Regions from separate parts of the Sus scrofa genome. Here all the other regions are linked to region 3. A link is a contact called in public targeted proximity ligation data. All regions are on one chromosome and are shown on one strand. The core of a region is the stretch at or near the end of the contact, and the rest is flanking DNA. Distances in the headings are between cores, read along the strand shown.

Region 1 (6,971 bases), core at 1,532-4,031, 250 kb after region 3:
CTTCTAAACTAATGGAGATGGAAAAAATAAAGTACTCAAATGAAATAATCATCATTTGGGAAATTTTTAATGGTTGATAGGATGGAGGGGGTGCCCCTATGTATGTTGTCCCTAGATTTGAGGAGATAAGCAACTCTTGCTCATACTTAATATTTGATTTTCATAATGGGCTTCTTCTTTAATTATTCATTCATTCATTCCTCACTTGTAGCAGGCCAAGCTCTTTGTGTCTTTACACATATTATCCCTTATCCTTACAACAGTTTTGTAAGGTAAGTAGTAGTCATTCATTTGTTTGAGCAACCAGATATTTTTGTGTTAAGTGGTTGTTAGGAGCTTGGCTGTGAGCTCGGTGATGGAATAGACAAGCGAAGGAGCAATTTCCCTGCTCTAAGTTATTTTCCACTGTTAGCTGGTAAAGACAGATAAACATGTCATTAGAGTGCCTCATTGTGTTCTTAGATACCTTTCAGGGGTTATATGAATTTGTGCAGATTTTTTGAAGAGCAGTGGTTGTGCTGTTTCTTTTTTGGGGGGGGAAGCACTCGCAGCATATGGAGGTTCCCAGGCTAGGGGTCGAATCAGAGCTCTAGCCACTGGCCTACACCACAGCCACAGCAACGCAGGATCCAAGCTGTGTCTACAACTACACCACAGCTCACGACAATGCCAGATCGTTAACCCCCTGAGCGAGGCCAGGGATGGAACCTGCATCCTCATGGATACTAGTCAAGATTCATTCCCGCTGAGCCATGATGGGAACTCCAGTTTATGTGGGAACTTAAATTTTTTTTCCTTTGTCTTTTTAGAGCTGTACCCGTGGCATATGGAGGTTCTCAGGCTAGGGGTCAAATTGGAGCTGTAGCTGCTGGCCTGCACCACAACCACAGCAACACTGGATCCTTAACCCACTGAGCAAGGCCAGGGATCGAACCTGCGTCCTCGCAGATGCTAGTCAGATTCGCTGTCGCTGAGCCATGACGGGAACTCCTGGTTGTACTGTTTGCCCTAGCTATCCCATGTAGGAATCCTGCCTGTAGAAATACCTGCACACAATTGAAAAGATGTTTGGTAAGGATGGTGATTACAACAGTATTGCAGCAGATATAGAAAAAGCTCACTCTCAGGGGATGGTTACATTGTTATGTTATCCACAGACACTGACATAACATTAAAATAAAAAGGAGATCTGTATGTGTTGACACAATATTTGTGATATATTGTTAACTGACAAAACTATGTTGACAAAAAGTCTGTATAACAGAGACACATTACCTAAAATAATAATTGTAAAGGAAAAGGAAAAAAAAATTTCTGCAAGAGTCATAACCAGATTCTTAGCTCCTGTATAGGCAGATGGGGAGACAGGTGTGGACAGACGACTTTTATGTGTTACTATATTGTTTCAGTTGACAAAACATGGGGCTTTTCCAAATGTTTTAGACAGCAAATACATTTCTAAAAATAGGTGATAGATGCTAGGGCAGAGTTATGTCCAGAGTCCTGTGGGGACACAAAGAACCCAGACTGGAGGTGGGAGAAGGTGAGAGAAGGCTCTGGATGGGGACCAGCCTGGCCAAGTTCGTGATGTACATGGTCAGGCACATGCATGGAACAGAGAACCAGAGCTTCCTGCTCTCAGCCTTCTGGAGCTTTCCAGGTGGCGGCAGTGGAGTTGGCCCTTCATGATGTTAATAGCTCAGGTCATCCTGAGCTCTTTCTCCTCCCTCAGCCTCCCCGGTGCATCAGCTACTGAGAAATACTTCGCATCTGTCCACCTCTTCTCTAGCTCTGCTGCTGCTTGGTTCAGACCTCTCATTTCTTCCCTGGATAATGGAGAAACCTCTCCTAGTGGCTCTCCTGGCCCCTGTCTGTATGCCACCTCCTCCTACCCTAGTCTCTCCTGCACTTTGCTGAGATCTTCTAAAAAGGCAGGTTTGACCCCGCTGTCTTTCTTCAACTTGCCCCTTGATCCTTCACAGATTCTGGGATCTCACGCTCATAAAGCAGCCTGCCTGCCCACGCCACCCCCCTTCCTCCCACGACAACTCTTAGGCATTGTTATCTGGAATTTTTTTCTTACAGATGCCACTCTTCTTATCAAACAAAGGATGGATGATGATGTAGAGAAGGAAAAATCCCTGCTGGGGATTTAGTAGTTGATTGTCAGCCTGTTACTTTGCAAATAATCTAACTCGCTGCTCCTCTTTCTGAGAGTAAATGTCCGTATTCCATATTATTTGAGGTGAAATTTTCGAAATTAAGGCATTTCAAGGCAAATAGTCTTTTCTTCTTCTTCCTTTTTTTTTTTTTTTTTTTTTTTTTTTACTGCCCTTGGGGATGTTTCCTTTTATAAATATTCCTGATGGATGTTTCTAACAGTAGATTGGTCTCCACACAGAGGACTTAAGAATCTGGCATTAATTTGTGTACTTGTCTATTTCAAATCCGGATGCACTTTACCTTAATACAATACACACTGTTCTAAAAATGCTGCATTGACCAAACAGCCTTTATTTGCTTTGGCTAAACTTGGAGTTAATGGATGGACTTGATGTACCATAAGATAGAAATAACCCTGAGCGATAGACCTGAGAGATTCACTTTAGGACATACTACATACTATCCTCCCGTCTCTTCCACGATTTATATTTTTATGGTATTTTTCTATGATAGAGTAGTAATCAGTAATCCCTTTGAGTCAATAAGAGGCGATGGTTTCAGCTTGTTTATTTTCAGAAATGTTTGTACGGTACACGCATTGCAGAAGCGAATATACTGTCGTCTGGCTCCCTCTGGTGGACAGTTATATGAAAAAATCAAACTACATAAGAGTCTTGTGGGGAGGGCACAGCTTGTGAATAGTTCTGGTGTTTTAGTATTTGTGTTAAAGTAAATGAGAGCAACAGCACATGTGTAGCCATGCTAATACTGCTGCTATTTATCTTTTTATAAATAGTGACACTGCTGGGACCACAGTGAAAAAAAAAAAAATTAGAGGCTGACTCCACCCTGTAACTTTAAAACAGTGCCAAGTCAGGACAAGGCTCATACTAAAATTCAACAATGCGGTTAATTCATGAGCCCAAATATTACTCCACGGATTATTCTGGAGTCTTCCAGTAGCTGGACTCTTCACTCAATAATGCATATTTTCAGAAATTTAGCAAATGATTATTTTTATCCTGAATCAGTTTTTTTTTGTCTTTTTGCCATTTCTTGGGCTGCTCCCGCAGCATATGGAGATTCCCAGGCTAGGGGTCGAATCGGAGCTGTAGCCACCGGCCTACGCCAGAGCCACAGCAACGCAGGATCCCAGCCGCGTCTGCAACCTACACCACAGCTCACGGCAACGCTGGATCGTTAACCCACTAAGCAAGGGCAGGGATCGAACCCGCAACCTCATGGTTCCTAGTCGGATTCGTTAACCACTGCGCCACAAAGGGAACTCCTGAATCAGTTTATTTTGATAAATTTAGTATTTGTTCATACATCATCTCCTGAATTTACACACTCACTAAAGATGTGCTGTCTTTATTATGGAAATGAATTGATATCAGGTGTTATCTTGGTGGTGGTTTCTCGCTCTTCAACCAGGAAGAAGTTGCATGAAGGCTTCCAATTAAATTTCTTTTGTATATAATCATTGTATTTTATATGTTAATAAAAGTTTACATTTATTATGTCCATCAACAGAGGAATGGATAAAGAAGTGAAAAAATGATACAAATGAACTTATTTACAAAGCAGAAACATACTCACAGACTTTGAAAACAAATTTATGCTTTCCAACGGGGAAGGGTGGAGGGGAGAGGGAAGTACTGGGGGGGCTGGGACTGACACATGCACACTTTTGTGTATGGGATGGGTGATCCACAGGAACCTGCTGTGTAGCACAGAGAAATCTAGAGAGTGTTCTGTGACGACCTCTATGGGAACGGATGTGTGTGTATGTGTGGCTGAATCACCTTGCTGTGCAGCATAAATTAGCCCAACATGGTAAATCAACTCTACTGCGATGGGATTCTTTTTTAAAGTTCACATCTATTGAGTTAAGCATTTGTTGATGGGCGTTATCGCATTTACTTTTCCCAGTAACTCCGAGAGGCAGGTGAGTGGTTGTTACCATCCATAAGGCCGGTAAGGGGTGGCCTCGCTCAGCCAGGTGTCCTTACCTCAGAGCTCGGAGTCTGTCACCCCAGTGATAAGCTGCCTCCTCCAGTAGGTGATAAATAAGCATATGTGTGGGTAATCACCGAGTGAGACCCCTGCACAGCCCCTGCACAGCCCCGGAACCTTGGCGGTTCCGTCTTTGAACTAAGGAATTCAAAGATTACCTTAACCCAGAGAGAGATGTTTACCTTTTTTTTCCTTTTCTTTGCTTTTTTTTCTTCTCATTTTGAATAGGCCTTGTAGTAGAACCTCTTTCCATTTTCTTTAATTAGGACAACTTATATCTATTATCATAGCAACGAGTTGCGTGAGAAAAATACATTTTAGCTCATTGACTTCCTCACCCAGGACTTGGAAAGAGATGGTGTGAGGTCTACGCGTGGAAGGAAGGGTAGAGTTACGGGGCACTGATGCCGAAGGTCCAGCAGGGCACGTGGGCGTTAGGTATGGGAATTTTCATGAAGAGGTTTTGAAACAGATACAGATTATCTACGGTAATTTAGGAAGTTTCTTTTTCTGAAAATACCCAGAAAATATTTTAAGGTTGGCAGTTTTAAAGAATAGCTACTACCATTTAAATACTTTACGTGTATTGTCTTTTAACGTCTTATAATAATCTAGTGAGTATGACTAATCCAACGTTATTATAGGCAGTATCCAGACGAAAAAACTAAAACCCAAAGAAGGGGTTTGCCTGAGGTTATATGGCTCATAAATGATAAAGTTAGGAGCAGAACTCACATGGTCTGACTTGAGAGCCCACCCTTAAAATCACTTCACTACATTGCAGTGCTGTCCAGTAGATCCTTCCATGACGGTGGCGGTGTCTGCTCTCCATGTGGTCCAGTGCACTGGCTACTCGCCGCATGGGCTGCTGAGCACCTGCAGTGTGGCAAGTACGACTAAGAAACTTAATGTTTTGTTTTGTTTTCTTTTTAGGGCCGCACCTGCAGCATAGGGAAGTTCCTGGGCTAGGGGTCAAATCAGAGCAGCAGTTTCAGGCCTCCTCCACAGCCACAGCCACGCCAGCTCTGAGCCCCATCTGCAGCCTACACCGTAGCTCATTCGGGAACGCCAGGTCTTAAGCCACCGAGTGAAGCCAGGGGTCAAACTCGCATCCTCATGATCACTGCGGAGCCACAGTGGGAAAGCAGGAACTTAATTTTTTTTTTCAGATTTTTAATTAATTTAAGTTTAAATAGCCTCTGTGTGGCTAGTGGTTATTACTTTGGACAGCACAGTCTTAACAGGGCCTTTCAGATTATGTAGACATGGAGACATGATGGCCTTTTAGGATTGCCCTAACTCCTTGCTTTTTACTGTTAAAGAAATTGCCAGCCAATGTAGCAGTTTGCTTAGAGCCATGAAGTGAGAGAAAGGGACCCAATTATCAGGCAGGTGTTTACACTTCCCAGCGCTCTTCCTATTCTGCGCTTAGCGGCATTTGCAACATTGCATTTCTGCCGCCGTTGGTAATATGAGATCGTAAACCTCCTATTTTAGAAAAATGTTTTCCTTTGTGAAATACATATCCAATTAACCCTTTCCTCTTTTTTCAGGTGATAGAAACATTATCACGACTTTCCCGCACACCGATAGCGTTGGCCACGGGAATCAGGTACGCTCGTTGCTCTGTGGTTCGGGTGTACTGGTCAGTTCGGTGAAATGATTACGTATCGAATGGTTACTATTGTGATGAACTTTGCCAAGTCCTTTGCACAGGGGACCACATCTCATGCATGCCAAGTGCCTCGTTTATAAGTGCCCAATACGTATTCGAGACGGATTGAGCAAATTAGAACTTACAGAATTGAGTAAGACGCATTGGCTGATCGTCGTTCTCCATTCAGTGGTGACTGTCATGGAAATGGTTCTTTTTCTTTTTTCTTTTTTTTTTTTTTTTTTTTAGTGTCCTCTAACATTTCTATACATGGGATTCATCAAAACAAACAGAAACGCCTAATTAAAGAAACACTGCCAAAGATGTTAGTTCATGTAGAGCCAGTCATCCATAGCAATACAAGCATGTATGTGGAAGGTCTGGGGCTAAACGAAAAACTGGGAAGTACCGTTGGCTCTTGAACAGCCATGGGGTTGGGGCATCACCCCTCCACACGGTGGAAAATTCGAGTACGACAGAGCTGCTGGCCCTCTGCATCCTTGGTTCCTCTGCATCCGTGGCTCCAACCAACTGTGGATTGTGTAGTATTGTCGTATTTACTATTGAAAAAAAAATTTGTAAGTGGCGCCGTGCAGTTCAAACCCTGTTGTTCAAGGGTCAACTGTAAATTGGTTAAATTATACCTTCTCCATGCAGCGAGGCATTATGCAGTCAGTTACCATGGAAATGGAAAGGCATATGTTGTGTTGGGCCTTTTCTGTTTAAAATACTGCATATCAAGTTAGGTTAATCAGAAAGTTGTATTATTCGTCACGTTAGAAGCACAGAAAAACAGTCTCATTCGCTCCCGGACGTGGGAATGGAATGGATCTCTTTGACCTGGTTTCCTCAGGGCTGTGTAATTCAGTCTCGAGCGTTATGAGGCTCTGTGACCCTGGGCCTCTTCTGTTGCTTCTGTTTGTCTATGACTTGTTCATGTTCAGATTCTAAGAGAGAATCCTTCAGGTCCGATCAGGAGTGGCCCGGGCAGCCCAGTCCCTGGTGCAGGGCACAGTGAACTTGAGGAGGAAACCCCCCGCCCCAGACCCTTGGAAATGGGCCCTGATTTTGGCAGCTTTTGACAGAAGTAGTCTAAAGGCTGGATAGATGGTCTATACCTTGTAATCTTCTCTTATGG
Region 2 (7,224 bases), core at 414-2,913, 170 kb after region 3:
TGCTTATATGTCCTCTTCTCATCGGCACCTTCTCCAGCCATCTCACTGAAGCCCCCCTGCCCCTGCCCCGGCACTCCTGATCCCTCGCCCAGCTTTAATTTCTTTTTCTCTGTTGCACTCATCACCATAGGAAAAGAACAAGGCTCATGCTTTTGTTTTTGTTGTTCTTGTCTGTCTCCTCGTATTAGAATGAAGGGGCCGGCTTCCGTCTGCCTTGTTTGCACTTGGGTCCTCAGTGCCAGGAGAGAGCGGGCATCAGTGGGCGCTGCTGGGGGAGGGACCGAGAACAGCCCCCAAAGAGGGCACATCCTTCCTCGTCATTTGGCAGCCTTCTGGGTGGGACGGAGGGTAGGTGGCCTTCGGAATGATTCACTGCGTACTGACGGCTGTTTCCTGTTCCTCAGTTTCTCTGCTTGAAGAACATAAGGACGTTCCTCACGGCCTGTTGCGAGACATTTGGAATGAGAAAGAGTGAACTGTTCGAGGCCTTTGACCTGTTTGATGTCCGTGACTTCGGAAAGGTAATTGGTTTTTCTTTTTTTTGTTTTTATTTTTATTGGAGACCGTTTCCTCAAATACTCTTGTTTCTTATCTTGAAATAGGACACGTGGCTGCATGATCTCAGTATCACTTTTACGCATAGGTGGTTTAGCCAAAAACCCCATAGCAGCAACAACTGACCAAATGAGATGAGGGTGGGTAATTTTTCTGTTAAAAAGAGTATTAGGAGAATCTTTAACCAGAGGCGATGTCTCCTTTCGGTTGTCTTGGAGCACAGGATTCCTATTTTCTGTGTTTTAGAGCTTGTGGGGCTCTCAGGCCTGAGGACTGAACTCTAGGTTTCTCCACACCTAAAAGTCACCCGATCTTGGGGAGTTGAGGATACTTTGTTGGCTCTCTTGCTGCTTGGGTAGGTGGCCTGGCAGAAGACAGGACTGGCCGAAACGTTTGAGGTTGTTCACTTACCCCTATTGGTTGTATTTTAGTGGATACGTGTTAGGTTGTTGGATTTCAATAATTGTCACATGTAAGTTGTCCTCATGTTTATCTACTCTCATTGCATGGATATACAGCAAACACCCGTGTGTCATAGGGGACAGAAATCATTCTTGGAAAAGTTATGTTCATTTATTTTGAAGTGATTGGGCATAAAGTTAAACTTCTTGTGTCTAAGAAGCCAGAAAAGAGTCAGGTTAGTTACGTGACCTTATTTTGAGCCCCTGCTGACATAATTGCATTGTGAAAATAAGCACATAAGAAGGGAAAAATTTAAAGATATTGAGGTGTTTGCTCTTATGCTTCTCATTCAGGTGTTAGTATTTCCTCAAAAGGCTGTTTGATCAAATAAAGACTTCTTTACTTACTCTCTAAGATGTAATATTTTGATTATAAAATAAAAACTGAGCAGTGGATTGGTTTGCTTGGCAATGGGAATGAATAGCACAAACTTGAAGTAGAGACCTAAGGAATCGGGTGCTGAAATGCAGCACGTATGGGGCAGCCATCCTGTCCCCGGGAGGGAGAAGGCATGGTGGCTTCTCTCTTGGTTACTTTGTGGTCTTTTGGACATCAGCAGTCTCTGCGTCATCAAATACCTGCCCACTTGGAAGTCTGTACAAAGGGAAATGGGTATAAGAACATGGTGTCTAAAATTCCCCTTTTCTCTGGCAAGCTGTGATTTTAACTGTCTTGAGGTCCAAAAAAGTGATGGAAGATAATGTGTGATGCGAATTACCAGGAACTGAAAACCAAGCCTCCTCATAAAGAGGCAGTGGCACGTTTGTCTGTGGCCGTGAACTGAAGCGATGAAAACAGAGAGGAATCGGATAGAATTCCAGGTGAAGTGGCCAGTCCTCTAAGCTGCTGGCTGGGAAAATGCCTCCGCAACTTTGAAGGATTTTTTGCTACTCTTTGACCTTTCCTCCTATTTTTTAAAAAATGTTCATTGGTTGTTCTTTCTTCCCCCCCTCTCTTTTGGGGAAATGGAAAATGAAAATGAATTGGGGAAATGAAAAATGAAAGAAGAGTCTTGACTTTTTAAAGCTCTTCATTTTTCAGCCGAATTTGCACGAAATAGTGTTGACAGAGACGGAGTAGTCATAAAAATTGTGTAGAAATACATGGCTTTGTTCAGTGGAACAGCATTGCATGCAAGATTGATTAGACAAAGGTAGCATTGTAGGTGAGTTGAGGTTATACAGAGAATGTAAAGGAATAAACTGTATACTTCTTAAGGGTAATTGTATTTCTGGCTTTTTAAAAGTTTTGATAGTGGGAAGTCTGAAACAAACTTGGGATTGCAGATGAGAACTTGATTCTGTATATACCACTTCCTGTTGTGGCTCAGCAGCTGACAAACCTGACTAGTGTTCCTGAGGATGCTGGTTCGATCCCTGGCCTTGCTCATTGGGTTAAGAATCCGACGTTGCCATAAGCTGTGGTGTCAGTCACAGACGTGGCTCAGATCCTGCGTTGCTGTGGCTTTGGTGTAGGCCAGAAGCTGTATCTCCGATTCGACCCCTAGCCTGGGAACCTCCATATGCTTTGGGTGCTGCCCTAAAAAGACTAAATAAACAAACAAACAAACAAACAAATAAATAAAATCACGTACATTTTTGCTACTTCCAGGATTGGTGCTGTTCTCTATCTACTTGCAACTGTATTTGGCCAAAATAAACCAGCAAAAAATAAGACGTTAAGGTGCTTTTTTCATAATTTATTTACCAAGTTTACCAGTATTATTATTATTAAACATTATTACCCTAAGCAAAGCCACCAATAATGCCACCACTTACTGTGTACTTTTAAGGTGGCAGATATCTTCAGTGTGGAGATAGCTATCTGTCTATATTTTTTTTACCGAATAAATTGTATTACATTCATAGGTGTGCAACAGTCATCACAACCGAATTTATAGCATTTCCATTCCAAACCCTGGAAATAGATTTTTTAATCGTCAGAACAGCCCTATGAGGTATACTTTTGTTTCCCTCGTGATAGAGATGAGCACACCTGCACCTGCAATCATGTGTCTAGTAGAAATTGCAACAGTGGTCTGACCCCCAGATTGGACTGTTGCTCCGCAGCAGCACAACAGAGCAAGCATTCGCGCAGTGGTGGCTGTGTGCCCGTGTGGTCCTAAGTGCTTTGCAAGTATTGACTCAATTCTTATATCAGCTCCACCACATACATCTTATTATTGCCCCTGTTTACAGATCCTAGATTGTTAAGTGATGGAACTTGGACAATTCATGCAGTTAAAAAATTTTAAGGTAAAAAAAGTGAGTTCCCGTTGTGGCTCAGTGGAAACGAATCTGGCTAGTATCCATGAGGATGCAGGTTCGATCCCTGGCTTCACTCAGTGGGTTGAGGATCTGGCATTGCTGCAAGCTGTGGTGTAGGTCACAGGTGCAACTCGGATCCCGCGTTGCTGTGGCTGTGGTGTAGGCTGGTGGTTACAGCTCTGATTTGACCTCTAGCCTGGGAACCTCCATGTGCCGTGAGTGCAGCCCTAAAAAGACAAAAGACAAAAACAATAAAATAAAAAAAAAATAAGGTTAAATAAAAGGGGGAGTAGAACATTAATTTGGAGAAATAGTAATTCCTGGTGTGGTGAATATAAATTTTAACAGGATATAGGTTTAATTAAATTTTTAATCAACTTAAAATGAAAAATCTCTCTCTGTGTGTGCTCCCTGTCTGCCTTAGTTCATAAATAGTGAATTTCCGATCCATGTTTACTTGGCACCTTTTCATATAGGGATAGTAATATATATTGTAATCAATGTAATCATTGTATTCCAATGTTTTATGGAATTTTGAACCTCCGAGAGTGCTTCAGCTCACTGACCTCATTTGATTTGCATAACAGTCTTGTGAAGGAGGGAGCAATTTCCCTGATTATCAGATGAGGAAATCTGGGAGGGGGGGAGGTTAAAAGGTACTCCAAGGTCTCCTTAGTTGGGGACGGAGCAGGATCTGGAGCTCAGGGCTTCTGACTTGCCAGCGCTCTGCTTTCCTTGTCTGCTGCGTGTTTGGGGTCCCGCTGCTGAGTGGATGTGCAGGAAAAAAGGATGAACTCATGGGAGAAAAACCAAAGGAATATACAAAGTTACAAAGCACAAGTGATCTGTCACTTGGAATCTAATTACACTGTGTTTATCTTTTGAAAGAGGAAAGGTATAGGACACGGAATGAGTTAGGCTATCAACACGAATGAATAGTTTTTCTTTTAACGTATGAGATGGCGAAAAGCACACATTTTGGGAACTCTAGAAGGATTTATAATTTTGCCTTTCAGGGTTCCCTTGAGCTTCTAGTATCAAACTCTTTCCCCACTGTTCATAGGGTATTGATTTCAATTCGAACTATGTCAACAAAAATTAGAATTGTCCCGAGCACTTTCTACACTTTGATGGAAAAACAGATCACACGGGGATGGCAACTGGGTTTCGTAACTTGAATTCGTTCAGGAGTCAGGAGAGAGAGACCTTGAGGTTGACTGCAATGCTGGCTCTCAGGATGGTTACATGGAGTTGGCCCTTGAACAACCAGGGTTTGAACTGTGTGGGTCCACTTGGAGCGGATTTCGTCTTCAGTTAAGTGTTACACGATCCGTGATTCCCGGTTGGTTGGTTGCGCAGATGCAGAACCTCAGATACAGAGGAAACGTGTGTACGGGGGGCTGGCTGTTCAGATACACAGATTTTTCAGCTGCAGGGAGGCCCCCCCCAACCCCGTTGTTCAAGGGTCAACTATCCTGAACAAGGTTCCTGATGGAGGTGGAGTCCTGGCTTGAACCTGCTCGGTCTTCTCCCTGCTCTGAGGTGGGAGGAGCTTGGGCGCCCTTTTAAGAACCATCACCACTTCTCTCTGCCTTTGGGCTTATGTTTGTGTGTCATTCTGAAAAAATCACCTGCTTCCCTGCTTTTCAAAAAGATAGATCCTTTTCTGGTTTTCTGGTAACAACGAACAAAAAGTCAAATCTTGTTAGTTGACTTCTTTGCTTAAGAAATGTCATTTAAAAAAAAACTCTTCCTTCTCAGGATGTTAAAATGATTAATTCTGTTCCTTTTTTCGCATTGCAGCAGGATCTGTCCATTTGCTCACTTCCATCCTGCATATAAAGGCTTTTCAGTTCCTCTGTTCAGATTGTCATTTTCTGTTGAACGCCTTTGCTGTTTGGAAACATTTCTACTGAGCTGTCTGTTGGCACCTTTGCAGTGCAGAAACACGTGGGATTTTTCTGGAATGAGACCATTTCTAGTGAGTAACAGAAATCAGGCTGCTGCCGTCCCGATGAGTGATGCAGTCCGTTTCTTCCCTTGGCAGCACCGAGTGGGTATGAAGGCCTGCTTCCTGCTACCCACGGATGTCACGGCTGTTGTTTCAAGTGTTGTAAAGCACCTGGCAAATGTGAGGTGATATGTTTTCGTTTCTATTTTTTTATATATCATAATTTTTATTTTTTTCCATTATAACTGGTTTACAGTGCTCTGTCAGTTTTCCGCTGTACAGTGTGGTGACCCAGTTACACATAGATGTACACATTTTTTCCCTCACATTATCATGCACCATCGCAAGTGACCGGACCTAGTTCCCAGTGCTACACAGCAGGATCTCATTGCTAATCCATTCCAAAGGCAATAGTCGGCATCTATTAAACCCAAGCACGCCATCCATCCCACTCCCTTTCCCTCCCTCCCCCAGCAACCACAAGTCTATTCTGCAAGTCCGTGATTTTCTTTTCTGTAGAAAGGTTCATTTGTGCTGTATATATTAGATTCCAGATCTAAGTGATATCATATGGTAATTGTCTTTCTCTTTCTCTTTCTGACTTCACTCAGTATGAGAGTCTCTAGTTCCATCCACATTGCTGCAAATGGCATTATTTTGTTCTTTTTTATGGCTGAGTAGTATTCCATCCAAATCATTTGACGATGGACATTTGGGTTGTTTCCACTTCTTGGCTATTGTGAATAGTGCTGCAATGAATATGCGGCTGCATGTGTCTTTTTCAAGGAAAGTTTTGTCCGGATATATGCCCAAGAGTGGGATTGCTGGGTCATATGGTAGATCTATGTATAGATTTCTAAGGTATCTCCATACTGTTCTCCATAGTGGTTGTACCAATTTACATTCCCACCAACAGTGTGGGAGGGTTCCCTTTTCTCCACACTGCCTCCAGCATTTGTTATTTGTGGATTTATTAATGATGGCCATTCTGACTGGTGTGAGGTGGTATCTCGTGGTAGTTTTGATTTGCATTTCTCTAATAATCAGTGATGTTGAGCATTTTTTCATGTGCTTGTTGGCCATCTGAATATCTTTCTTGGAGAAATGTCTATTCAGATCTTTTGCCCATTTTTCCATTGGGTTGTTGGTTTTTTTTGCTGTTGAGTTGTATAAGTTGCTTATATATTCTAGAGATTAAGCCCTTGTCAGCTGCACCATTTGAAACTATTTTCTCCCATTCTGTAAGTTGTCTTTTTGGTTTCTTTTTGGTTTCCTTTGCTGTGTGCAAAAGCTTGTCAGTTTGATGAGGTCCCATTGGTTTATGTTTGCTTTTATTTCTGTTGCTTTGGGAGACTGACCTGAGAAAACATTTGTACGGTTGATGTCAGAGAATGTTTTGCCTATGTTCTCTTCCAGGAGTTTGCTGGTGTCTTGTCTTATATTTAAGTCTTCAAGCCATTTTGAGTTTATTTTAATCAAAGAGCATCACAGCTAGCTGAAGGTTGTTCCAGCTGATTTCAGTAGCAAGAGGGTAGTTACTATGTGTTAAGGTTCAGGACAGGCACTGTCTAAAGGAATTTAAAGCATTGGTTTAGAGCTGGGTCATTGATTCTGGTGAGAACTGTATTGAGAAGCAGTAGTGTGGTGTTTTGGATAAGGACATGGTTTCTGAGTTGCATCTCAGGTTGAATTCCTCCTTAAAAGTATGTGATCTTGGGCAAGCTGTTTAACCTCTTTGAGCTTCAGTTTCCTCATCTAGAAATCGAGGTTAGGTGAGAAATGAAGTGCCTAAAAGAGTATTTAGGTCCAAAGTGTGCAGTCCTTGGTTAATATTAGAGGTTGTTACTCTGATTTTAAATATGACGACAACCATCATTACTAGTGTGAATGGGTTGCAGATTCAGTGGCAAATATAGCAATTGAATTTTAATTGAGTGCAAGAGCTAATGATTGGAGGAGCAAATTTAGGAAATAAACCTTGTTCTTTCT
Region 3 (6,923 bases), core at 2,885-5,384:
ACTTAAACCTATTGCAACTGCAACTGCAAGGAATTGTGGCTACAATTAAGTATAACAACAGCAGCAGCAACACCAACTAACATGTACATTACTAGGTGCTGGGCACGGCTGTAAGCCCTTGATGCGTATTAATTGACATACTCCTCATGAAAGACCTAAAGAAGTGCATTCTGCTGTTAATCCTCTTTCACATGAGGAGACTGGGGCATAAAGGGGTCAAATAAATTGCCTAAGTTTCCACCAATAGTGATTGACAGAGCTGGGTATCAGAAGCACTGTTTGAATGAAGCAAATATTCTTCCCTCTAGATTGTCCCCAAGGGAATTGCTGCTCACCCTTCAAGATTTGGCTCAGCCGTCCTCTTCCTTGCAGCTCTCCTTGCTTCCTTCCCAGAAACTGCTGCTTTATCTGTGCTCCAGGAACCCCTCCCCTCATACAGAACTGGATAACAATGCTTATCCCACCATTGCCGATGCGCCATTAATCATCCTGCTGCTCTGAGAGCCCCAGGCCTGTGACTTATTCATGCCTATGGTCTTCCAGCTCCTGCAAGGTCTAAAGGGCTGCAGATCTTCAGGAATTCCTGTGGTTGACTCGAACGTGTGAAAATGATACCATTTTATTTATACTTATTTTTATTTTTTTCATTTTAGGGCTGCACCCGCAGCATATGGCGGTTCCCAGACTAGGGGCGAATCAGAGCTACAGCTCCCAACCTACACCACAGCCACAGCAATGCTGGATCCTTAACCCACTGAGCGAGGCCAGGGATCGAACCCCAGCCTCATGGTTACTAGTTAGATTCGTTTCCATGCACCTCAAAGGGAAGTGAAATTATACTATTTTATATATAACTTTCAGAAGGAAGTTGCATCTCCTTTCAAATATATTTCAAAAGCTGATCATGTGTGTCCTGAATTCTCTTTTATGCAGTTATGCAAACAACGTGAAGAGAATGGCTAGGGAGTTCCTGTTGTGGCTCAGTGGTAAGGAACCCAACTAGTATCCATGAGGATGCAGGTTTGATCCCTGGCCTCACTCAGTGGATTAAGTATCTGGCGTTGCCACGAGCTGTGGTGTCAGTCACAGACATGGCATGGATCCTGTGTTGCTGTGGCTGTGGTGTAGGCTGGCAGGTGCCGCTCTGATTGGACCCCTAGCCTGGGAACCTCCATATGCTGCATAAGTGGCTCTAAAGGTGGGGGGGCCGGGGGAAGGGAGCGAGAAAGAGAATGGATATTACTTGGGCATAAGTGTTAGGTCGGAGGCTTCAGCTGTGAGCAAGGCAGACATGGTGCCAGCATCGTGAACTGTGGAGACTAGAGTAGGAGGCAAATTACCTAATTAAGGAGGTGAGTACTGCACATAGCAATGAGGTAGAGCAGAGAGACTAACCTGGCCTGGGGGAGGGGAGGTTTCCTTGAGATAAGGACACCGAGACCTACAGGAGAGTAAGAATTAATCAGGTGAGGAGGGGGGAGAATTGTGTTCTCTGCGCTGACTTGCCTAAAAAATGGCAACATTCTCACCCACTCTCTAGAACTTTCCATTCGTCCAAGACTCAGATAAAATCTTGCTTTCTCCAGGAACTTCCTCTGATAATTTCAACTTCATGACTTATGTCCTCTGAAATCCTGTATTCATAATATTTTAAAATGTGAACCCCACGTAAGTATCCCATATTGGGGACACTGGGTTATTTCACTTGACCTTCAAAACAACTTGCATGTTAGATATCTTTTTTTCCTTTTTCAGATGAGACAGGATGGGCGAGGTTGGGCGATTTTTCTAAAATCTCATAGAGCAGAGGGAAGAGTTGGATTTCAAATTTAGGTGAGTTTGGTAATTTTTGCACTAATTCTATTAAATGGTATTGTTATTTCCATTTTACAGATAGAGAAACTGAGAATACATTCATCCTCAGACGATTAAAGGGTAAACACAAGCCAGGCACTCTTGTGGCTCCAGAAAACTAGACGCTTGCTATTACAGGGTGGCCATCCAACCCACCAGCACCCAGGTGTTAATTAGCAAAACAGAACCCCAGGTCGCATCCTAGATCTGTTAAATCCAAATCTGTATGGTAACAAGATGCCCAGAAGCTCTCATCAAAGTTGGTGACAGTCTCATGGAAGCTGTGCCTTAGAATTGTCCTTGCACTTATAGACTGTGGAGTGTTGGCTTTCCTGGTCCAAGGACAGGTCTGTTCTGAGACTCTAGACTTTCAGGGAGAGTCCTGGGTCTTTGGACCAAGCTGGACTTTCTTATTGACTCCCAGGAGGTCCTGGCAACCTGTAGAGATTTGAGTCCAATAGAATTTTTGAACAAGTGTCTAATATATAAAGGGTTCCTCAAGGATTGCTGAGCTGTGAGCTGGATTTTTAGCTTGTGGAAGTTTTAATAGAGATGGAAAATTTAAAACCACACCAATACATGATGAATTAGAATAGCCTTGTGAAGAAGAAAGAGATAAATATCTTGCTCACATTATAACAAGACTTGCAAGAGCCAAATAACATTTCCCATAAAACCCTGCAAATTTGTGGCAGGTCTGTCATTATAATTCTGTTCAGGTGGCTTCCTTGTCTGTGTTCCAGCCAATAAAGGACGGTAATAATACTATTGAGTTTTAATGAAATCTGTCATCTTTATATTTATGGTTGACTCTTTGTGCTCATGTGTTTATTCATTCATTCATGAACACTTACTGAATGCCAGGCACTACCCTTTGCTGAGAAAACTGTATTTTTTAATTGATCAATATAGAAAAGACCCTAAAAGCCTGAACAATTGCTATATGAGGTGATAACTAGATGATTGAACTTCTTTTTTAAAATCCTCAGCTGGAAGGAAAGAACTTCCAAAATAGGGCTGTTCATGTATGTGTTTGTCCTTCTTGCTGGCTAAAAGCAAGTACTGCGAAAGCATAAGAAATAAACAGGTATTAACCTCAAATTCCCAGTCCACCCCACCCCCCCCTTGGCGACCACAAGCCCGTTCTCCATGTCAATGAGTTTCTTTTCTGTAGATAGGTTCATTTGTGCTGTATATTAGATTCCAGATATAAGTGATAACATATGGTATTTGTCTTTTTCTTTCTGACTTAATTCAGTCAGGATGAGAGTCTCTAGTTTCATCCATGTTGCTGAAAATGGCATTATTTTGTTCTTTTTAATGGCTGAGTAGTATTCCATTGTGTATATATACCACATCTTCTTAATCCAATCATCTGTTGATGGATTAGGAATTTGGGATTAATAGATGCACATTATTGCCTTTGGAATGGATCAGCAATGAGAGCCTGCTGTATAGCACTGGAAACTATGTCTGGTCACTTATGATGGAGCATGATAATGGGAGAAAAAAGAATGTATACATGTATGTGTAAATGAGTCACCTTCCTGTACAGTAGAAAATGGACAGAACACAGTAATCCAGCTATAATGGAAAAAATAAAAATCATTATAAATGGGGGGGAAAGCCTTTTTATCCATCAAAAAAAGAAAAAGAAAGAAAGAAACATGGGAGTTTCTGTTGTGGCACAGTGGAAACGAATCGTGTCGGGGAACTGGCGTTGCCATGAGCTGTGGTGTAGGTTACAGACATGGCTTGGATCCTGCATTGTTGTGGTTCTGGCAAAGGCCAACAGCTACAGCTCCAATTTGACCCCTTGCCTGGGAACCTCCATATGCCTCGGGTATGGGTATAAACACACACACACACACACACACACACACACAAAGAAAAAAAAAGAAAAAAACATGATGTTGGGAGTGGCAAAGTCCTGGAGACTGAGTGTCACTTGTTCTGCTTAGGGATCATGTTGTGGCGTGTGTGTCTGTGTGTGTGAGTGTGTCTGTGTGTGAAAGAGAGAGCGAGAGAGAGGCAGGGAAGGAGAGAGAGAGGCAGGGAAGGAGAGAGCGAGGGAGAGAGAGACAATGTATATAAGCGGAAATAAAGGCCAGGACTGAGTGGTTTGCTTTTCTTTCTGTGTCTTGTAGGAAAGAGACTCCTTCCAGCTCTGAGGGCCAGAGCTGACAGAGATATTTCGGCTTCCTTTTTTTCTCTCCGAAGTTTAGTCTGTGAGCTGAAAACTGCGTGTAACATTAAACAGTCGAAGCACGCTATCTCTGGGCCAAGTCCTCTGGCAGAAGGGCTTTTCCTGTGCACACCCAGAAGGCGTGGGCTGCAGGAGGCCTCTCCTTCTCTTTCAAAATTAGGTCATGACAATTTAGGAGTCTGTCACTGTGGGGGACTGCCAGCATTCCACGTGGGCATGACGGATGGCTCTAAAAAGACAGTGGCTTCAAGAACGCCCGTGTCCCCTCTCCGCAAGGTGTTTGCGGAGAGAGCCAGCAAATGTGGAAATAGTGGACCGGCGTGCAGCTTGAGTGTGTGCTGAGTTGGTTTGGGATTTTGCAAGCGTGTGGGTGCTGTTTGGCATAGAGGCCTGTGTTCAGAATCCATAGATAGTTCACAATTAGAAGGTGACCCCCGGCCCCACACAGGGGCACAGTGTCCTGTGTGGACAGAAGGCCCTGATCCAATCCCAGGCAAAGCCCACCGCCCAGGGGGAGCCCAGGAACAGGAAAATCTCTGCTTCTGTCTTCCCATGGCTCTTCTAGTTTCTTCCTTTCGCTCCTGCGACCATTCAAAATAGGAGCATCGCTTGTCAAGCAGAGGAAGTCTGGGTCATATCCTGTGTGCAGGAGCCAGCAGACGCTGGTTCTCGTTTTTTCCCTCATCTCAGACTGTGCTGCCACCTCACCTCATTGTTTTTATAACTCCCTCATTTAATCATTCTAGAAGCATCTGCCAGGTTTGTGTGGACCCAGCGCCGTGAGAGATGCTGGTGATGGGAGACAAGTGAGACGTCTTTCCTTTCTTCAAGAAGCTCCCGGTTCCATTACGGAGACAGGCAGGAAGACTCTAACCGCACGGGGTTAAAAAACCCGCCAAACCTCCTTATAGAGATGTACAGACATGTGGACAGAGGCAGGACAGTCGGCTTGGTGTTAGAGGACTGGGCAGGGCGCCCCCTCTGGTGGAGGGGCCCTTTGAGCCGAATGGGAGGGATGAGCTGAAGTTGCCAGACCAGAGAAAAATCCTTTCCTAGGAGGTGACTTGGCTGTGAAGCAATCACGACACGTGGTACATCATTTACGGTGCTTGCTTTTGGTCTTAGCCAGACATCTCTGCTGCCCGTTAGAGGGATCCTGGGCTGAGTAAGTTCAGAGCGGCAGGAGAGTGGAGCAAATGAGCCGTGGAAAGCACAGGTTTTGAGTGAGAATGACTGGGAATCATAGCTCTGCCCCTGGGAGCTCCCAACTTCAGGAAATTTGCTTAGCCCCATCAGAACCTCTCTTTCTCTCTCAGTAAGATGGCATAATAACACAGTCTCATAGGATTGATGCGAGGCTTTTGTGAGATAATGAATGGAAGGGATTTAACCCACCGCCTGGCATCTAGAAAGCCCTCCATAAATGCTGCTATTATTATTTTTCAGATACAAACTTTTTTTTTTTTTACCTCCTCTCTACCTGCTTCTTCAATTACCAGGTAGTCACCTAAGGACCTTCTTTTCTTTTATTTTATTCTATTTTTATTTTTAGGGCTGCACTTATGGCATATGGAAGTTCCCAGGCTAGGGGTCAAATCGGAAGTGCAGCTGCCAGCCTACACCACAGCCACAACAACGCAGAATCCAAGCCGCATCCACAACCTATGCTGCACCTTTTGGCAACACCGGATCCTTCACCCACTGAGCAAGGCCAGGGATTGAACCTACATTCTCATGGATACTAGTCAGGTTTGTTACCACAGAGCCACAACAGGAACTCCAAGACCTGCTGCTGAAACAGTCCATTCTTGCTTAGGCTGTAGCCTCTTGATGGTTGAAAGGATACATCTGGAGACAGTGGTTTCTAATTTCAATGTCTAGTTAGGGATTTAAACTTTAGAATTTTAACAAATTGGATTATTTCACAATAATTCAATTTATGCATCATGGACAAAATTGTAAACAAATTTACTGAGCAATCAAAACAAATATATATAGCTCATTATACTCTTATATTACCATAAACAGGGTCCATAAATGTAAGATGAGATTTCACCAATCCCTTCTTACTTTGGAGTTAGTAACTGATGGCCAAGGATAATATGTCTATGTTTCAGTCCATTTCTTTGGCCTCTTGGCCTTTGGTCAGCTTCTTTTTTGTGTACCATTTCTTTCACAGAATCAACCATCATCTCATGAGGGCATTTGTATTTATATTTGCAGGTTACTATGGCAACAGAGACTCTCTCCCTATTGCACAATCCTCATGAACAGCTCCATCCATCCGTCCATTCATCCATTATCCATTCATTCATTCAGTCAACCACTAGTTAGATATTGAATATACAGGAAATATTTACTATTGGGGCACAGATGATTCCTTGTCTTAAAGAGCTCACAGTTTGGTGGAAAAACAGAAAATCTACCCAGTAGTTACCATGCAGTGTGGGGGCGGCTCTAATAGAGGTTAGCAAAATGTACAGGTGGGGAGAGGAGAAGCACTGACACAGCCCAAGAAGTCAGGAAAGCGGCCCAAGCAGAGTACTGAAGGAAGGAGGAGTAAGAATCAGAAAACAAGGGGAGAGGGAGGGCCTTCCAGGCAGCAGGAACAGCATCAGTAGAGTCGAAGCATCAGTGGACTCCCTCTGAGTCAAAGGAATGATGACTTGTGTGGCGGGCGAGGAAGCTGGTGTGGCTGGCCCATGGGACACGTGCAGGAGGCATGAGTGACAGGAAAATGACCAGGGAGGTCAGGACAAGCCCCAGCCAGGCTAAGAAATCTTAACTTCACATAAAAGATGATGAGACCCTTTGGAAAGGTGAGAGAAAGGGTCAGTTTTCTGCTTTGGAACATTCTTTCTGG
Region 4 (6,698 bases), core at 1,478-3,977, 220 kb after region 3:
TCTTTATGTCAGTGTCTGTCTTAGAAGAAAATCAAATTGTCTGTTAATTCAGAACACATTCACGAGTCAGGAAAGGACTTTTAAGAACTCTGCCCATGTTCCTGAAAGGAAAAACCCTTTTGGAGAATCCTTGTTTTTAATCTCTTATTTCCTGTTTCTTAAAATTAGTTTAGGGCTCCCTTTACACATTTTCCTTTTTTTTTTTTTTTCTTTGAATTTTCTTTTGTGTTTGGTGACTCTCACGCTGCTGGTCCCGAATCCTCCGTCTTCCTTCCCTGACGTCGGATCCTCTTGCCTAATGTTCCTGTTTTTCACCCATTTTCCTGCTGTCTTCTGTCTGCTCATTGTGGGATGATCTCAGGACATCCGGATGGATGGAAAAAACGTGTTTGCGAGCTTCCCGTGGAACATGATCAGCTTATTTGGTGACAGAAAGATAAAACTGTCCAGCTGAAATACTCAGGAAAAGAAAAGAAAACAAAACGAACTAGCCCATAGCTTTATTAACTAAAAGAGCCCAAATGGTAAGAAAACATATTTCAGTCTCATCACAGAAATTTTAATGATGAAAGCAAGATTCCACTGAGACGCCGTTTCATGAATTTTCACAAAATAGTAGCATTTCTGTGGCTTATACCAATTGACCAAACCACCGTCATTTCTTTGGAGATGGATGAAAATAGAGTCTGTGCGTTTGAAAGGATGATCGGAAAGTCTGACTAGCTCGGTTCCCTGGGCGAGAGTGTCGTTCTCTTCTGGTCTGGGGAGGAAAACGTGCCCCTGCCTCTCCTTTCTGTGTGTTTCTCTTCTCCTGTGGCTGTAAGGGTGTAGGAAGCTGATGGAGAGGTACGAGCTCCCCTCTAAGAGCAGGACCACCTAAGACAAACGGGACCACTACAGCAGCTGCTCCCAAGTTCCCTAAGGCTGGCGCTTAGGTGGGAGGCTGCTGCTGTTGGAACCTCCAGAGTTTGTCTTGTCAGCAGCAACTTATCTGCAGAACTTTTATCATCTTTTTCTTATGGGACAAAATGTTTGTTACAAGGGGAGAGATTATTTCAGGAAGGGCAGTCTTGATAAAAATACAAGCTTCTCAAGACATCTCGTAATTGAAAAGGGGTTGTTTTTACCAGAACATGTCATTTGCTAGGAACAATAAATTATGCTGTCACTTGAGGGCTCTTAAAACCTTTCTAGCCGTGTTTCTGTAGGAAATTCAAATCATGGACTACACTGCAAATGCTTTTCTTTGCTCTCCTGTGTAACAATAAAAAATTGTTTTGTAAATTTTTTTCCCCTCACTCTCAGTTTCATAATGTTGGGGTTATTTGGGAATGAAGTGGAACCTGATTGCAAATTTGGTATTTAAGGTATAAAATAAAATGAGATGTGTCCACAAAACCAAGATTTTAACCTACAGGCATTGCACAGATTAGAGCCTGTGCTTATTGACTTTGTTATTGTTTTAGTGCATTTTGGATGTATTTTTCTGGGCCCCTACCCTACCTTGTAAGCACCTTGGCTTATAGATAATTTTGTTTCCTTGATAATATTTAAAAACAGGATCTTGCGTATTGTAAATGCTCATAAAATAGGTGATTCGACTAGTCTATAAATTAGAGATGCTTTAAAGGATCCAAGAATCCAGATTCCTAGGCCGTGGTACCATCCAGGTACTAAAAATCTCGTGCTGACACAGTCATCCTCTTCCTTGCCTAGAAATGTGATCTCCTTTGTTGAATGTATTAAATATTTCATCCATGTTCTTCTCATTGGAAGTTAGGCAGTGTTGCTTTCCCAGACTCAGGTTGTTGTCTGATTATAGTAATGACTCCACCACAAAACCTTGCTGAACTGACAGTGGACAAAGGAAACCTTGAAGAAATGGTTCTAAGAAAGAGACTGTGTGGTTTGCTTATTCTTCACTTGCCAAGAATAACACAAGAACGGCTTTAAGGGGGAGAAAAATCACAGGAGCACCTCAGAATACTTTCGGATCAAAGGCACAGGTGGATGATACAACAATGCCTTTCCCTTTGGTCAAGTTCCCTTTAGCCTCGGGAGCAGTGTGGAATAGCTTATTTGTAGGGAAGTTATTAAAAAAAAAAACCCCTCCGTGGTTTAATGGTATATACCCGGAACTTTAAAAATGTGCGTACCCTTTGGTCTAGAAACTTCACTTCTAGGAATTGTTATCAGGGAATAATTAGATACAAGGTCAGATATTCATGTACAATAACATTCTTTTTTTTTTTGTCTTTTTTTTTTTTTTTTTTCAGGGCCGCACCCAAGACATGGAGGTTACCAGGCTAAGGGTCGAATCAGGAGCTGTAGCCATCAGCCTATGCCCCAGCCACAGCAACGCCAGACCTGAGCTGCATCTGCGAGCTACACCACAGCTCACGGCAACACTGGATCCTTAACCCACTGAGCCAGGGATTGAACCCACATCCTCATAGATGCTGCTCAGATTCGTTTCCGAGGAGCCACGATGGGAACTCTGATAATATTCTTATCATTGTGATAGGTTGGAAGACCTCATGTGTTGATCAATAGGTATTGATGAAATGCATTGTAATCTCTTACTCTCTACAGATTCTGGGTAACCCTTAAACAATCATTTCATATATTTAAAAAAAGAGTTATGTTCCCTGGGCCACTGAGGCAATGCTTGAAACAGGAACAGATCTAGAGTTTCCCGTGCCCTGTGTCCCAGTGCTTTGGAACTGCGGATGGTGTGGGGGCAGCTGCTCATTCATGGGGATTTAGATGACGGAGTGCCCTCTCTGTGAGGTGTGAGAGCCAGCGCCAAAAGTTTCCTTCAGTTGACTTAAAGTGACAGACTCTTTCTTAGTTTTAACACTTCGTAGAGTCTCCTTTTTCTAAGAGTCTTGAAAAGAATCTGTCAACAAAAATATTATACTCTAAGAAAATGTTTAGAGTTTTTGTTTGTTTGTTTGTTTTTGCTTTTTAGGGCTGCACCTGTGGCATAGGGAGGTTCCCAGGCTAGGGGTCCAGTTGGAGCTACAGCTGAGGCCTACGCCACAGCCTCTGCAACACAGGATCCTTAACCCACTGGGTGAGGCCGGGGATCGAACCTACAACCGCATGATTACGAGTTGGATTTGTTTCTGCTGTGTCACAACAGGAGCTCCAGAAAATGTGTATAGAGTTTTAAAAGCACTTGGAATTGCTGTTTGGGGAGTTTGCTGTTTTATGTGGCTGTTTGGAGTTTGCTGTTTATATAAATGTTTATTCACTGTTTTTGTCTCTCCTAGTCCCTTTTCATTAAAAGCACTTTCTTTCCTCGGAGGCCTAGTGTGCGGGTCCTCAAAGTCGTTCGTGTTTTGATTCCTGTGTTCGGTAAAAAAGGCCCTGGTTCATGAGCGTTGGGAGCAGTGGCATTGCTTAGCCCATATGTGTCCCATATTTCTGCTAAAGATGGACACTTGAGCATCAAAACTTTCAGAAATCCTGTGTCAGCTAAGCCTCCCAGGACACTGTGTAAATTATCTCTATTTTGAGACCTAATTAAATATGTATGTTGAGAGCATTTTTCTAAACAAGCATTTGGGCTCTGAAATCAATCACCACCGTTCAAGTGTGTGAAAATAGCCAAAATTGTGTCTTGCCTGGTCATCTGAGCACTACATTTCTATTAATTATTAAATCCCTATGCTTGCTCCTTGTTTGTCAAAGTATAAGGTTGTTGGTTTTTTTTGGGGGGGGGGATAATAACATTGCTCAGTTTCTGTTCCCCTTGGATCTTGGACCTGGCCACCAAAATGTATTGCCACATTCCCTATAAAAGAGAAGAAAGAAAAATCCAACAAGCTTTGTTTATTGCCTTTAAAGAAAATGTTTCTTGGAGTGCTTTGGTGGCTTAGCGGGTTACTGATCCTGCATTGTCACTGCTGTGGCTCCGGTTACTGCTGTGGTGCCGGTGTGATCCCTGGCCCCGGGGACTTCCACATGCCACGGGCACGGGGAAAAAAAAATGTCTTTAAAGTTAAATTATGTTTAATGATTTTTCATGCCCAAGGCAAAAAGCCAAGGATTCGCATGGATCGCCTGCATTGGTCTCGGGTTTTGGCAGAACTGAGACAGGCAGGGAGTGAGAGCGGGTGTGAAGAGCAGTGTGGGGCGAGGCTATCAGGGCAGTTGTGCATCGTTCAACGCTAGGGGGTGCCCTTCACGGTGGCTGTGCCCTGTGTACTTTACTACTGTGTCCAAGGCCGTGCGAAGTGGCCTCCGGCACCAGGACCCTGCCCTCCTTCTGGCTTGTCCCCTGGAGGAGCAGGAGTAGCAGGTGGAGTCAGATCTCCCTGATTCTCCTTAAAAGCCCATTTCAATATATAAGCGCAAAAGATACATCAGGTTGTCTTTTAGGAGAAGGATTAATAACAGTCTCCACCATAAGGAGAGAAGAGGCAGAGTTAAGTTCTAAACATTGCTGGAACTGTAATGGAAAGAAAGTTACTGTTGTTTCTAGGCCCTGCCCCCCCCCCTCCAAATATCTATTTGACAAAGGATGAAAAAGAAAACATGAGCATTTACACTGAAATCATGTTTCTTGGGAAAGTGATCTGATTTGAAGGGATCATTTTGACACCTAGAAACCCAGAGTTTCAGTGGCTTTAAAGTAGTTCTTTTTTGTGTGTGTGTGTGTGCCTTTTCTAGGGCCACTCCTGCGGCATATGGAGGTTCCCAGGCCAGGGGTCAAATCGGAGCTGTAGCCGCCGGCCTACACCACAGCCACAGCAACACGGGATCCAAACCGCATCTGTGACCTACACCACAGCTCGGGGCAACGCCAGATCCTTAACCCACTGAACAAGGCCAGGGATCGAACCAGCCACCTCACGGTTCCTAGTCGGATTCGTTAACCACTACGCCACGATGGGAACTCCTAAAGTAGTTCTTTTCTGAGTGAAGCTGCTCAGTAGAAAAAACTGCTCTGTGCTTGATCACATTTGTGGTTACATCAGGTTAGCTCTGCAGTGTTACAGTGGGTAAAACCTCATGTGGAGAAAGACGATAAGGTAATTACAATTGTTTGCTTTGCTTCATCATATAGGATTCAAATTAGAAATATTAGTATTTTTGCAGCAAGGAAAATCGTCACACATATTCTCGAATACATTCCTACCTTCCTTGGCTGAAAACAGTCGGAGGTCATTATTAGTGGATAGTAAGTACCTAATATTAATTTACGTATTAGTCTATATTTATGCCAGACCATCTTCCCCCACCTGTGTGTGTGTGTGTGTGTGTGTGTGTGTGTGTGTGTGTGAGAGAGTGAGAGAGAGACTTGGTTCACATTTAGTTCAGTTACCATTCTAACAAATTTGGATCTAGAAAATTAAATGGAGAACCATGAACGTTACTACAGTTTTAGATTTTTAGTGTTATTACAGTTTTGGACTTTTTTCAATCTGCAGCATCTGACGTCTTTGCTTTCTTTTTGATGAGTGGTCACCAGAAACAGAGAGGGCAAATAAGGAAACAGACTTTGAATAGGAAATTTTGCACGATTAATTCATTTATCAACATGTGTCAGTAGATTGTATAGGGTAGAAATATGATAGAGCTTAAAGTAAAAGCTGGGTCTTGCATAGCCGAGTGAAAAGTACTCTTTCAAAGTCCTATAATTATCTCAAGAAACAGCAAGGTAGTTGTTTGTCAAATCATTTTCAGGTCTCTCATCTATAGAGTATGACTTTTTCCAGACCAGCTCTGTTTTCATCAGTTTTAAGTTTTGGACTTGTGATAAATATTTTGTTTGAACCAAAGGCTGGCACCACAGAGCAGTAAGAAAAATTTGAGAACTGTTTTTCTTTGCAGGTCCAATTCTGAAAGTATCTTTGCATTAAATTTTTTTTTTCCTCCTTGGAATAAAAGCCTATGTGCACTATTAGTAAACCTTCAAACAGTGTAGACATATTAAAAAATAAAAACAAAAGTGAAATGCATAGCATTTCCACTTCTTAGTTAGCCACTGTCCTTAGCAGTGCACCGAATGTCTTTGCATGTCCTGTTTACAGGACGCATAGGCAGCCTGTGGCTGGGGTTGGGTGGGAGGCGTGGGAGAAGAGGCCACCTGCTGGCTACAGCAGCCAGGGCTGAGAGGACCCCTCCTATTTCTGCCCAGGCCTCTTACTCCTGATAGAGCAGTGGGAAGGCACAAGCCCTTCTCACACGACCTCACTTTGAGCAAGTAGAATTGCATTCAGTGCTAAAAAAATGCATTCCCTATTCCTTGGTTGGGTTGTGTTCCTTCTGCAAGACTGTTTACATCAAATAGACCTGAACATAGTTTCTTTTCCTTTTTTTAAATCAAGACTTTATCTAGATTAACAATGAGGGGAAAGCAGAGGGCTAAAGGGAATAACTTTAAAAAACTATGATCTTGCATTAATCGCTCCATGACCGAATCTCTCTATATCCGTGGTTCATAAAGGGTGGTCCTTCGTCTGACAATCCCTGCGTCCTCCAACTTGTTAGAAATGCAAACCCTCAGGCCTACTGAATTGGAAACTCTGGCGGTGAAGCCCAGCATCTGTGGTCCAACAAGTCCTCTGGGTGGTACGAACCCACGATAAGGTTTGGGAACTGTGCTCTGTATAAAGGCAAAAGATTGAAGGTTCTTTTTCTTTTGGTTTCTCCCTTCTCATCTCCTTGCACTTTAACCACCCCACCCC

The links.
Region 1: a targeted proximity ligation map of alveolar macrophages shows a contact between it and region 3. A contact is called at or near these places in 2 of 2 datasets of targeted methods (alveolar macrophages and skeletal muscle).
Region 2: a contact with region 3 is called in a targeted proximity ligation map of alveolar macrophages. A contact is called at or near these places in 1 of 47 Hi-C or Micro-C datasets (epiblast stem cells) and 1 of 2 datasets of targeted methods (alveolar macrophages).
Region 4: a targeted proximity ligation map of alveolar macrophages shows a contact between it and region 3. A contact is called at or near these places in 1 of 47 Hi-C or Micro-C datasets (liver) and 1 of 2 datasets of targeted methods (alveolar macrophages).

What each region holds. Positions count from the first base shown.
Region 1 is chr4:111,986,105-111,993,075 of Sscrofa11.1, forward strand. It overlaps VAV3 (guanine nucleotide exchange factor VAV3), which reads left to right. Exons shown (of 28, transcript XM_021090110.1): 3 at 5,733-5,791. Among named protein-coding and RNA genes, the nearest start is that of VAV3, 160 kb to the left of the region's middle.
Region 2 is chr4:111,908,923-111,916,146 of Sscrofa11.1, forward strand. It overlaps VAV3 (guanine nucleotide exchange factor VAV3), which reads left to right. Exons shown (of 28, transcript XM_021090110.1): 2 at 405-521. Among named protein-coding and RNA genes, the nearest start is that of VAV3, 87 kb to the left of the region's middle.
Region 3 is chr4:111,739,712-111,746,634 of Sscrofa11.1, forward strand. LOC106510207 (a long non-coding RNA gene) reads left to right here. Exons shown (of 4, transcript XR_002343540.1): 2 at 1,756-1,833. Among named protein-coding and RNA genes, the nearest start is that of VAV3, 82 kb to the right of the region's middle.
Region 4 is chr4:111,964,069-111,970,766 of Sscrofa11.1, forward strand. The region is part of intron 2 of VAV3 (guanine nucleotide exchange factor VAV3); the gene reads left to right. Among named protein-coding and RNA genes, the nearest start is that of VAV3, 140 kb to the left of the region's middle.